Regions from separate parts of the Canis lupus genome. Here regions 1 and 2 are each linked to region 3. The links are chromatin contacts, called in public Hi-C maps. All regions are on one chromosome and are shown on one strand. The core of a region is the stretch at or near the end of the contact, and the rest is flanking DNA. Distances in the headings are between cores, read along the strand shown.

Region 1 (3,982 bases), core at 1,404-3,903, 410 kb before region 3:
ATTTGCAAGGACATATGGATGGAGCAAGAGAGAGTATAATGCTAACTGAAATACATCAGTTAAAGACAAATACTGTAGGATTTCACTGGTATGTGGGATTTAAGAAACAAATGAGCAAAGGTGAAAAAAAGAGAGAGGCAAACCAAGAAACAGTCTCTTAATCATGGAGAACAAACATAGTTACCAAAGCAGAAGAAGGTGGAGGGATGGGTTAAAATGGGCAATGGAGATTGAAAAGTGTACCTGTCCCAATGAGCACGGGGTGATGGTATACAAGTGCTGACTCAGTATATTGTGCTCCTGAAATAAATACTACACTGTATTTTACCTAACTGGAATTAAAACAAAAACTTAAAACCACATTAAGAACAAAAGTTTCATATGAGAAAGAGAATACATTGGTCTAATGTGAAAATGGACAGAAATAGACTTTACTAAATAGATGCAAATTCTAATAGTGCATTCAGTATGTCCTGTTAGATTAGAAAACTTTAAGGTAATTCATTCTTTTAATTAAAAGCATCCCAGAGTATTATGCTGAGTGAAATAAGTCAATCAGAGAAGGACAAACATTATATGGTCTCATTCATTTGGGGAATATAAAAAATAGTGAAAAGGAATAAAGGGGAAAGGAGAAAAAATGAGTGGGAGATATCAGAAAGGGAGACAGAACATGAGAGACTCCTAACTCTGGGAGAACAAGGGGAGGTGGGCGGGGGGTGGGGGTGACTGGGTGACGGGCACTGAGGGGGGCACTTGAGATGAGCACTGGGTGTTATGCTGTATGTTGGCAAATTGAACACCAATAAAAAATAAATCTATTAAAAAAATTAAAAAAATTAAAAATAAAAGCATCCCAGAAAACTGATGTTAAGGGAATTTTACACTCCTCGTGTATAACTGCTACAGGAGCTACAAACTAAAGGAATTTGTACTTGTTTTGTTTTTTAAAAGTTAGTCCAATGAATCGGTTTACATTTTCCATTTCCAATGAAATCATTAATTGCTACATTATGAAAACTTCTGGAAATCATTTTAAAGATTTATAAAGCCAGGAAAAAAAGTTCAGTCATGAAAAAATTATCAATGAGATCATTCTAAAATCACTACTGAAGACACTCAGAACACTAGGAACTAAGACAAGACAAAGTTTTAAGGCCAAGTAAACTAGACTTGATAATACTCTGATCTTGCAATGAATGGTGCGGATTTCCACTTTGAAAAACCCATTTCTAAATACTACATGATAACGAAACTTGGCTCTATTTTACCTAAGTATCCGTCTAAATGATCACAAATAGAATTTTATGCGACTGGGAAGAAAAACAGCAACTTAAGGAACACGGGATTCTCCGAAACACTTCCGCCGAGTATTTAAGGAACGAAACCAAAAAGGAAAAAAAAAAAAAAAAATCACAACAAGAACCAAAGATGTGAGAGCATTATGCGTTCCTTCCCACTCCAGATCACCGAGTCGTTAGGTAAGCACCAAATTTCATTTTATCCAGGTATAGGGTGTCTGGTCTGACATTTCATCTTTTGAGTGTGTGGGCCAACAAAGCTTAGCAAAGTGTAGTTCAGTTTACTGCATGTAATCTGGAAACTAGGGGAAAGGACATTTGCCAGATTTTCCTCTTAATCATGCTTTCCTTGACTCGTTTGTGTTGAGTTTCAAACAAAAACGAATGGGGGCGGCAATAGTCAAGTGTCGGAGAGGCGTGTGCCGGCTGCCCCACAGCTCCGTGGAGTTCTCCAAGGTGAAGGCTGCAACTCATCTAACTCGTGTTTCGTTTTCCTTCTCCCAGGGATCCCGCAGCGGCCCCGACGGGGACGAGGGCAGCCGGCCGGGCCTTTGCCACAGGGGATGCGGAGTCCGCGTGATCACCGGGGGCCGAGGAGCTGGAAACGCAGCCGGCGCGGCGGGTCGGGGCAGCGGGCGCGGGCGCCCAGGGCGGGCAGGGCGGGCAGGGCAGCGTCCTCCCCGCCCGCCGCCGCCGCCGCCGCCTCCTCGGGGAGCGCGTACCTGCCCGGCGACGGGCGGGGGGGGGGGGGGACCCGCTCCTCGGCGGCCGGGCCAGCCCCGGGGCCGTTACCTAAGCGACCCGCTCCGCCCGCAGCCGCGGCCCAGGCCGGCCCGAGGCCAGGAGGCCGCGCTGCCGGGCGAGGCGTGCGCTCGGCCCCGCGCCCCGCGCCCCGGCCTCCCGGCCCGCAGCCCCGCGGCCCCGCCTCCCGCCGTCCATCTCTCCATCCTCCCCACTGCGGCGCCAGCCTCACCTGCCCCGCGCCCCGCGCCCCGCGCCCGCGCCCGTCCCGACGCGGCCCCCGCCCCCGCCCCCGCCCCGCGCGCCCCCGCCCCGCGCCTCTACCTTGTAGGAGTCGGTGGCCAGGAGGATGTTGAACTCGGCGTCCGCCGCAGCGTTCATCTCGGGCGGGACTGCGCGGGCCACGCGCCGCGAGCTGCCCGGCGCGGCGGCGACGAAGGGGAAAAATGGGCTTCGGCGCGCTCCGTTGCTTAAGTCACCGCTCGGCCGGAGGGGCGGGGGCAGGGGAGGTGGCAGCGCGGCGGGGAGGAGGGGCCGCGGGAGGGCGGGCCGCGCGCCGTGAGCCGTGACGCGGCGGGGGGCTGGCGGCGCCCGCGGCTCTCGCGCTGCAGCGCCGGGGACTCCGGCCGACCGCTCGCCTCGGCTCCCCGCCCCCCGCGCCGTCGCCGTCGCCGTCACCGTCGCCGTCGCCGCGGAGGGGACGCGGGGGGCGGGGCGGGGCCGCGCGTGCGCAGCGCGCGGGGGCGGGGCGGGGGCGGGGCGGGGCGGCCGTGGGGCACGCGCGCTGGCTGCGGGAAGCCGGGGGCTGCAGGCCCGGCCTCGGCCTGGCTTCCCGGCACTGCGGGGAGGGGGATTCCCGGCCCGGCCCGGCCCCGCCCCGCCCCGCCCCGCCCCGCCCCGGCTGCCCCCTTCCCGGCCGACCCTGGCTCGCTTTCCCGCCCCCCGGGTCAGGCCACGCGGCTCGGGCGAGGAGCGTCGCTGCCAGGGGCTCCGCATCCCCGAGGCGCGGCGGCTCACCTTTGTCTCCGGCTGCGCTGGGGTCGGCCCGCCCGCCGCCCGCCGCCCGCCGCCCGCCCCTGCCGGCCTCCCCGGGTCCGCGCGCCTCGGCCCGCTCCGCTTCCCCGCACCTGCGCGCTCGAGCTCCCGGCCGGGCCCGGGGACGCTGCGGCTCTGGCGGGGGCTGACCTCGGGCCGCTCGGGTCGCGCCAGGACCGGGCCCCCCCGCATCCAGGAGCGCGGCGAGGGCGGCGGCCGCGGGCCGAGGGCTGACGCGGTGCAGGGCATCCACCTCGTCATCCTCCGCAATCGTTACATCTTGGGAAATGGTTTGGTAACTTCCACCATAAGACGGGAAGCGACGTCGGATGACTTCACAGAAGTGCAGACCATCCACTTGCGTAATTCTACGTGGTTGCATTTTTTTGCGTAAAAACTAAATTTCCTTTGTCCACGTGGTCAGTGGCTGCTGTTGCTGCTGCCTTTTTTGTTTGTTTGTTTGTTTGTTTGTTTTGTTTTTTTTGATTCTAGGATTTAGGTTTTACGAGATACAAGTAGCCAGGAAAAAGCAGTTCAATGAAAACGGGTTCAGGAACTTTGCAGACTGTTTTTCAAGTTAGCGGAGATCTCCTTTTATCTGTGAGGTGGGTTGAGACGGGAATGGGGAGCTTCATCACAACAAAACGGAGACCTCATTAATTAGAAGCAACTTAAGTCCAAAACTGGTCTTGGAGTAAGTATAGATTCTTGACAGTCGCCTCCTATCTGTAGAGTCCATACAGCAAAGGTCACTGGAGTGTAATTAATAATGCACTCAGGTCGTAAATAATACATTTAGGATAATAGAATAAGGGTATTTTCAACAAAAAAGTTGAAAAGAGACTTTGTTTGATCCTTGTGTTTACAAGGGGAAATTACTTTTTAAAACCTTTAAGTAAGTTATT
Region 2 (3,953 bases), core at 403-2,902, 370 kb after region 3:
AAGTAGTTGTTGAAGAATAGGTTTTATGTTTCTGGCTTCTGTTTTAATAAATCTGTCCTAGGGTGGTGAATGGTTGCTTCTTAAAGAGAACCGTCATGATAAAGAATAGTGTTTCAAATTTGCCATCATTTTTGGGTTTGCATATGTTTTGTTTTGTTTTTCCTGTTCTGTTGTTTTGTTTTTAGTGCTCAACCAAAAGGATTGGAGGCAGAATTTGGATTCACTAAGTACTTAGGTAATCCCTACATAAATCCTAGTGATGACTAAACATAGGGAAGTTTTATTTTTTTATATTTTTTATTTTTTTTTCATAGGGAAGTTTTAAAAACAGTTATCTTTAAAAGATATTTGCAGTAGTTCATTACGAACCTGGTCATTTTAGTTGCCAAGATTCTATTTCATGTATAAGGTCTGTGGTGGTTTGGTGGTTCATTTTTCAATATATTAAACTGGGTGATCGTTGCACTGAAATATTCTGAAGTAGCTAATTATAATTACTTTCATTCAGGTACTGAATATGAAAGGAAATCTATAATCTCCTTTGTTAGGTGGTAAGGACAACTGCACTGTGTATTTTTTTTTTTTTGACAAGACTTAATGGCAGTGATGATATTTCTTTTTCTTTGAGCTGGTTCACAGAAATACAAAGCTGATTACAGTCAAGAGAACATATCGTAGACAAACATAAAGATTGTATCTTTTCTCTTTAAAAAATAGGAACAGATGTCTCAAGTGTTAGATGCCATGTTTGAAAAACTGGTCAAAGAAGGAGAGCATGTAATTGATCAAGGCGATGATGGTGACAACTTTTACGTGATCGATAGGTAAGTTTCGCGTAACCTCACTGCTGAAATGTAAGGAACCATCCCTGTAGAATCTCAGTGGTTCTTATAACAACTGGCAGATTAATATTCGATAGTTGCTGTTACCTCTTTAATATTCACTAGCTTTTAATATTCACTGTTCCCTCTTTATTCTCGTTACTGTATAAAAGGCACAGGAAGCCCGCTGGGAATACGTGTGGTGAAACCACATTAGATCATGGAAAGAGGCATAGTTTATAGAAGAAAGGAGGATTTTGGTTAGTTCGATCTATAAATCTCAATCATTTACTGTGAGCTGCCTCACTTATTAACTTTGGCTTGAGAGGATGCCTGCTACACTTCGAAGGCAAGCAGCGCACAGCATCTGGGGTGTTGAATCATATAACTCAGTCTGTTCTTTTTTCATTAACTATAAAGTAAAGCATGCGCATGGTAGAGAGGGGAGTTTATGCTGTTTCCAGAAATTGTTTATGCATTCTTGTGCATTAAAAACATTATAGAGAAGTTATTTTGAAACATTGTAGAGAAATTATTTTATTTAAATGAGAAGGCATACACTATATTGAAAAATGTGATTTCAGAAAACCTGCGTTGTGCTTTACTTTGTCAAAGCACAGTGTGCTTTAAGCGATAATTAGGTTAAGAGCCCCAAACTGTACCAGGGGAGCGGTCTGAACAGAGGCTTTATTTCTTCACTTCTGTGAAGTGATGCTGAAGTGTCCATGAGACAGTCGGCACCCCCGGCCCCTCCCATTATGGGTGCCACACAGGTCGTCTCTCAGCCGGATTCCCTGGGTTGCATTTGCTTCTCTGGGTGGAGTTGTACTCAGCTCTGAGCCATGCGGGAAATCACACCCCATCTGTCTGCGCAGCCTCATTTCTTGACTTGGCTCTGTGGTTGTCGTCTCTCCTACATCAGCAGTCATGCACGCTCTCTGCGTGCAGGGTTCTCTCTGAGTCCTCCCTTCCCTCGTCCCTAATGCCGTGGTGACCTCGTAGAGCTATTGGCAGGGGCTTCAGGTGAGCCCTCTGATTTTAGCACAGCCCCCCCCTCCCCCATTGTCCCATATGTAAATTAAAGCCTTGATTTTGGAATCTCTGACAGCTTTCATTGGTGAAATTCCTTCAGCTGTTCCACCGTATTTAACTGTAGGGGTGTATGGGAGACCCAAATATGATAAAAACTCCCTTAACCTCTCCATGTTCAGTTAGATCCTAATCACCCATTTGACAGATGAAAATTCCCAGATATGCAGAAGTGACGGGGGTCCCTGAAGTCCTGCCAGCCTGGCATGCAGGTCTCTTGGCCACTGTTCGTGGTCTTTCTGTGGCTCCACTCTGCCCAATGCCTCACGTTGTCAGGGAAGAAATGCATATGAGAAGGTGGTACAGATTTTAGACCGTGTGCTTGCAGCTGGTCTGGGAGCTCATTTTACTTCTCATTAGCACATTTGTGGTGTACTTTGTTCTGTTCAAAGTAGAAAATGTATAAAATGGTGTTAGTGCCAAAGTGGAAACAGCATCCAGAGAAGAATTAGTCTGCACTTGAAAAAGAGTCATGAAACCGTCTACGCATGAATATAAAGTCATTCTCTTATTCATTAATATCTTTGTGTAGTATCTTGTGTTTTTTGCTTTTGCTGTATCTTTACCATTCATAATCCTTTCCTAATCTTAAAAGCTCCCCCCCCCCCCCACCTTTGGTCTTTGTTAAGGATTTAGCCAACAGAATAAAAGCCAGAGTTTCTGCTGCCTGCCCTCCCAGGTATGTCAGCAAGCCTTGAAGCCATGTTCTCTGATAAAACACAGTATATGGGAAGAAGACAGCCCTCCACAGGAAGAATGTAGTTCTATAGATGCAGGAGCTAGTGTATGTAGGACAGGGCCATGCAGAATTGAGTATTGCTTGCCTAGACTATGAACCCAAATAAAAGGTAAGCATAGAATAAAAAAAGACCTACAAAAGGACCAGGATCAGATATTTACTCTGAATTTCTACCCCTTTTTGCTTCACATTGGGGGTCAGTCTACATTAAAGCCCCAGATGACATAAAGAGCCAGAGTAAATTCTTTAGGCTCTGAGGCTATGTGGTCTCTGTCACAACTACTTGGCTCTGCTGTTGTGCAGATCTGTGATCAAGAAGGCAAAAGTGGACCTATGTGTTTGTGTTCTAGTAAAACTTTATTCATGAAAGCAGGCAGCCGATCCATGGGCCATGCTTTGCTGGCCCCTCCCTTACACTATAAAAGAGTCTTGTAAGTGCCGTCCAGTAGTCATGACCAAATTGTTAGAGCTATATTTTTTTTTTAAAAAAAAAAGGTTATTTTCTTCTGACTTCAAAAGTAATACATGTTCATGTAAGGCACAAAAACTCTTTAATTAGACAGTGAACATCCTAGCATCCTTCACTGTTCTTACCCCGAGATAACCAGTCAGCTGTTTCATATATATACATTCCCTCAGAAGGATGTCTGTGCATGTACTATTTGGTTGGAATCATATTTTTTAATCATTTATTACAAACTTCTATTTAGTTTCATCTCATTTTCACCCCCCCAAAGGCACATGTCCGGTCCTTACCATAGTCTAGCTGACGGTCTCTCTTCCTGCTTGTCTGGCACATGGTTGGCGTCTCTGGCACATATCGACGCTCTTTTATTACTTGCCATCAGAGGAGAAAGGGAAGCCAGAAAGGAGATTTCATCGCACACTGGTCTTCTCTGAAATTATGTTTTATTGTCATGAGATTTGACTTGAGTTACTTTTGCCTCTTATTTTTCATCTGCCCAACAGAGGAACATTTGATATCTATGTGAAATGCGATGGTGTTGGAAGGTGTGTGGGTAACTACGATAATCGTGGGAGTTTTGGTGAACTGGCCTTAATGTACAATACGCCCAGAGCGGCTACAATCACTGCTACCTCTCCTGGTGCTCTGTGGGGTTTGGTGAGTGAAATATTTGTTTGACCTGCATGTTATTTGTAAAAATCGTTACCGCAAAAGCCAGGCAGCTAGAGGATTTTAGTTCTAATAGGTGGATTTCTTTGCATTCCTCATCAGTCATCAGGGTATTTATTAAGCAACTACTCGATGCTGAACTTTTGGGTGCTGGGTTAAATCTTCATTT
Region 3 (3,700 bases), core at 157-2,656:
GAATTCCCTAGAAAAATATCCTTGGTCAAAGCTTTGGAATCCAGTTGAAACGCGGAAACGAGTGGGATTCAGAATACCCTGAGCACAGACTGGTGCAACACCTCTGAAAACATAGTCGATCTTTCCTCCAGAAAGAGGGGTTGGCAGTCCCGACAAGAAAAAAAGAGGAAAAAAGAAAAAAAAAAAAAAAAAGGTTGGGGTGGGAAGAGGTGGGGGGGGGCGGGAAGGCCGATGGATGGACAGCCAAGTAAATTCTAGCTTTATTACACAAGCGCGAAACCAAATTCCTTTGGGGAAAAAAAAAAAAAAAAAAAAGAATGACTTCGGAGGACTTCCAGACCAGTGAGGTAGAGAGTCCGAAAGGGGAGGAAAAAAACGGATGTGCCCCGAGCGTCCTGGAGGCGTCTCCACGCGGGGCTGGGGGGCCGGGGCTCCGCGGCGGGTCCTGCTGGGTCCTCCGCCCGCGGCCCGGGGGGCGGCCCGGGGGCGGCCGGGGGCGGCGGGGGGCGGCGGGGGGCGCGCACCTGCCGGGCCGGGAAGGGCGCCTCCGGGGCTCCCCCGCCCGTAAAGTGCACTAGGGGACGCGGTCCGGGCCGGGTCTGTAAACACTCGACTGTCACTGGGCGGCCGCTCGGGCCGGGCCGGGCCGCGGCTCACGCCCGGGGCACCGGGAAGCGGCGGAGCCTCACCACGGGTTCCAGGTTCACTCGCAGCACCTGGCGCGCTCGGCGCCGCGCCGCCGCCAGGCTGCGCTCGCCCCACACGTCGCCGCCGACGCGGATGGTGGGGAAGGTGGTCAGCGTCGGGGTGGCCGCCCTCCAGATCTCCTCCAGGCTGCGGCCGCCGAAGCAGGGCCCGGGGGCGGCGGGGGCGGCGGGGGCGGCGGCGGCGGGCGGCGGCGGGGACAGCGGCGGGGACGGCGGCGGGGACAGCGGCGGGGGCGGCGGCGGGGACGGCGGGGACGGCGGCGGCGGCGGCGGCTTCCTCCGGCGGGCGGCGGCCGGCCGGGCTCCGCGGCGCCTCCTCCTGGCGGCCGGGCCGCGCGAGTGGCGGCGGGCGGCGGGGGGCGGCGGCGGGTCGGGCACCAGGGCCCGGCAGGAGGCGTAGCCGTAGACGTCCTTGCTGCGCAGGATGTGCGGCGAGAACTGGTGCTTGAGGCTGCAGAGGAAGCTCCAGAGCTCCGCGTCCGAGCTCATGAACTCCGTGCTGCGGGGCACCAGCAGCTTGAAGGCGTCGCCCAGCGTCTCGGTGCTGTCGGCCAGCGACAGTTGCGACCGCGAGTACACCACCTTCTCCTCCCGCGCCTCGGGCCCGGCCCCTCCTCCGGCCCGAAGGCCGCCGCCCCGGGCGGCCGGGGCCGGGGCGGCCGGGGGCCGGCGCCGCCGCCTCTTGACGCTGCGCCGCATCGGAGGCCGCTCGGGGCCGCCCGCGCTCGCCCCCGCCCGCCCTCCGCCCTCCGCCCTCCCGCCCTCCCGCCCGCGTCCGGCTCCGCGGCGGCCGCCGCTGCTGGCGCCTCCGGGCCGGCGCCGCTCTCGCTACTTTTCTCGCCTCGGCCGCCGCCCCTCCCCCTCCGAGGGCGGAAGACGCGGGCGAATATCCTGCCGCCCGGCACAAGATGGCGGCCGGCGCCCACCCCTGGGCTTTGTCATTGGACGGCGCCGGGCCCCCCGGTTCCTTTCTTCTCCTCTCTAGCCTCCCTTCGCCCTCTGCCTTTCTTTAAATGCGCCCGCCTCGGGCCCCGCCCACCGCGGCCCCGGCTCCGCCCATTGGGTGCTCTCTGGGAGGGGGCGGGGACTAGCGGAGGGGGCGGGGCCGAGAGGCCAGGCCCTGGAAGATGGTGCTGGGCTGGGTGCTGGTGGAGGCCCTTGAACGCCAGTCCACAGTTGGGTGGGCGTGCGGGGACGGCGGCCTTCCGCCCCACCTTGGGGACAGCCCCTCTCGGAGTGAGCGGGTGCCTGTGTGACCCACCAGTCTGCACGACACAGGCGGTCCCTCCTCTCCCAGCAGGGAACTGGGGGTGGGGGGTGGGGGGGGTCCAACCTACAGGGGATGGGCCTTGCCCACTTCCCTTCCAGACCGTCCAACACCTCCCCTGGCATCTTCAACTCTTCCTTCCTTTGGCCCTGATCCGTCTCAGGCAACCAACAATAATCCAGATTCCTTCGGGTCCTGAGGGCAGCGTTGGCGGGATGGTCTCCTCCTAGGCCATGGAACCATCTTCCTATTTAAGAAGACGCTCTGCCTCCGGGGGAAGCAAGGGCCGCTATACCTGTAACACTACCCCCTCGTTGCTCCAGTTGATCAGAGACCAATCACGGCACAGCCGTTCTCCTTGATGGAAACAGCCCTGGTTTTATGAATGAGTCGTTCAGTCTAAATGACTGCGCTCCACCTTTTCACTGAAGTTGTAGCAGGTGCCTCTGCAGCACCCTCTCTCTCATCTAGAAAAGCTGCAGCGTCACAATCGATAAAGTTCTCTTGGTAATAAGTCCGTTGTTAAGGACACATTCCCTTCTGCGTTTGAGGGGAGAAGGGCTGGGAAAGTAGGGCTAGTTTCTTCTAGTTCCTAGGACTGTCCTGAGACACTATAAAGTTTATGGGAAGTTCTCGGATTTTTCTCCTTAAGGAATGGCTGGCTGTCTAACGTCCTAAGTTTTGCTCCTTTACTTCTCGTGGGGAATGATGCTTCCTACATCAGATAACCAAGTGATGGATAATGAGAATGTTTATAGGGGAGTGGTCCATTCCCTGGTCCTTCTCTCTCTCTCTCTCCTGACTGGCACTCCAGTGGGCACTCCGTGTTTGCCAAGTCCATCAGTGAAATCCTGCGGATTACTTGCAATGGGGTGAGAAAGAAGGATATGGTGAAATGGCTTAGAACAGCACAATTTTATATTTTGCATTTATGATGCAACTTTCTCCTAACTCCCTTACATTGTTAAGGTGGATCTCAGTACGTAGAACTTTGACGTAAGCATGCAGATTTTACCCCTCAGTGAGCATCTTACTTTCCCGTCAAAGACTTATAAAGCACAGAAGTTTTCTGATTTGCATATAGTTCCTAATAGTCCCCCTCCAATATTTGAGCTGAAAGACACCAAGTTCAGTCTCCTTATTTCACAGATGAGGAAATCTGGACCCACGGAGGCTCACTAATAGGGCTTGTTGATAGCACCACCGGGACTCCTGTTTATTGGATTCCTAACCCAGAGGTCTTTATATTTCACTGGAGGCTTCTGTGCTGCCTAGACTCGGAGGTTCAGCAGAAAATGCATAACGCATGAGACGTGACCAATGGACAGAGCTGTACCCCTATTTCTACTTCAACTCTCCCCAAAATGGAGCAGTTTTGATCGGTGTTGTATTGGAATGAACAGATATTTTGTTTGAACGAGGTTTTAATAAAAACTAAACCAAAACTATTCTGAAAGTTGTTTCCCTACACCACCAGAACGCCTTCCCCACACAATGGGTTTATGGCAAATACAGAACTTCCTATCAAGAGACCAGTTCTCTGCCTACCCAAAAATCATGGCAGCTTTCTGAAGAGAAGATCATTTTCCTTTCCTGGAAAAACACACCTAACGTCAGACCAATATTAAGGAGCCAATTACCAGCTTCCTAAGTCCTTATAAAGAAATGATATTACTACTTTTTACATCATGACTAATTTTCTTGATAATTCTGAGAACACATATTA

Evidence for each region. Hi-C and Micro-C count contacts between places; a contact is called where the count stands out from the background.
Region 1: a Hi-C map of blood shows a contact between it and region 3, with 2.4 times the contacts expected there. The contact joins the promoter of NAMPT here to the promoter of CCDC71L in region 3. A contact is called at or near these places in 2 of 9 Hi-C or Micro-C datasets (both in blood).
Region 2: a Hi-C map of skin fibroblasts shows a contact between it and region 3, with 3 times the contacts expected there. The contact joins the enhancer-like site here to the promoter of CCDC71L in region 3. A contact is called at or near these places in 3 of 9 Hi-C or Micro-C datasets (amygdala, blood and skin fibroblasts).

Annotation. Positions count from the first base shown.
Region 1 is chr18:14,453,956-14,457,937 of UU_Cfam_GSD_1.0, reverse strand. It overlaps NAMPT (nicotinamide phosphoribosyltransferase), which reads right to left and starts at 2,653. Exons shown (of 11, transcript XM_038562718.1): 1 at 2,367-2,653. The coding sequence starts at 2,423.
Region 2 is chr18:13,673,835-13,677,787 of UU_Cfam_GSD_1.0, reverse strand. It overlaps PRKAR2B (cAMP-dependent protein kinase type II-beta regulatory subunit), which reads left to right. Exons shown (of 11, transcript XM_038562710.1): 5 at 718-824; 6 at 3,619-3,772. Among named protein-coding and RNA genes, the nearest start is that of HBP1, 23 kb to the right of the region's middle. Within about 2 kb of position 1,652, at least 2 of the 20 cell types and tissues checked have an H3K27ac peak or open chromatin away from gene starts, as enhancers often do.
Region 3 is chr18:14,044,497-14,048,196 of UU_Cfam_GSD_1.0, reverse strand. CCDC71L (coiled-coil domain-containing protein 71L) reads right to left here and starts at 1,406. Exons shown (of 1, transcript XM_038562717.1): 1 at 494-1,406. The coding sequence starts at 1,406. The coding sequence ends at 654. LOC111090894 (a long non-coding RNA gene) reads left to right here and starts at 1,489. Exons shown (of 2, transcript XR_005372910.1): 1 at 1,489-2,481; 2 at 3,124-3,419.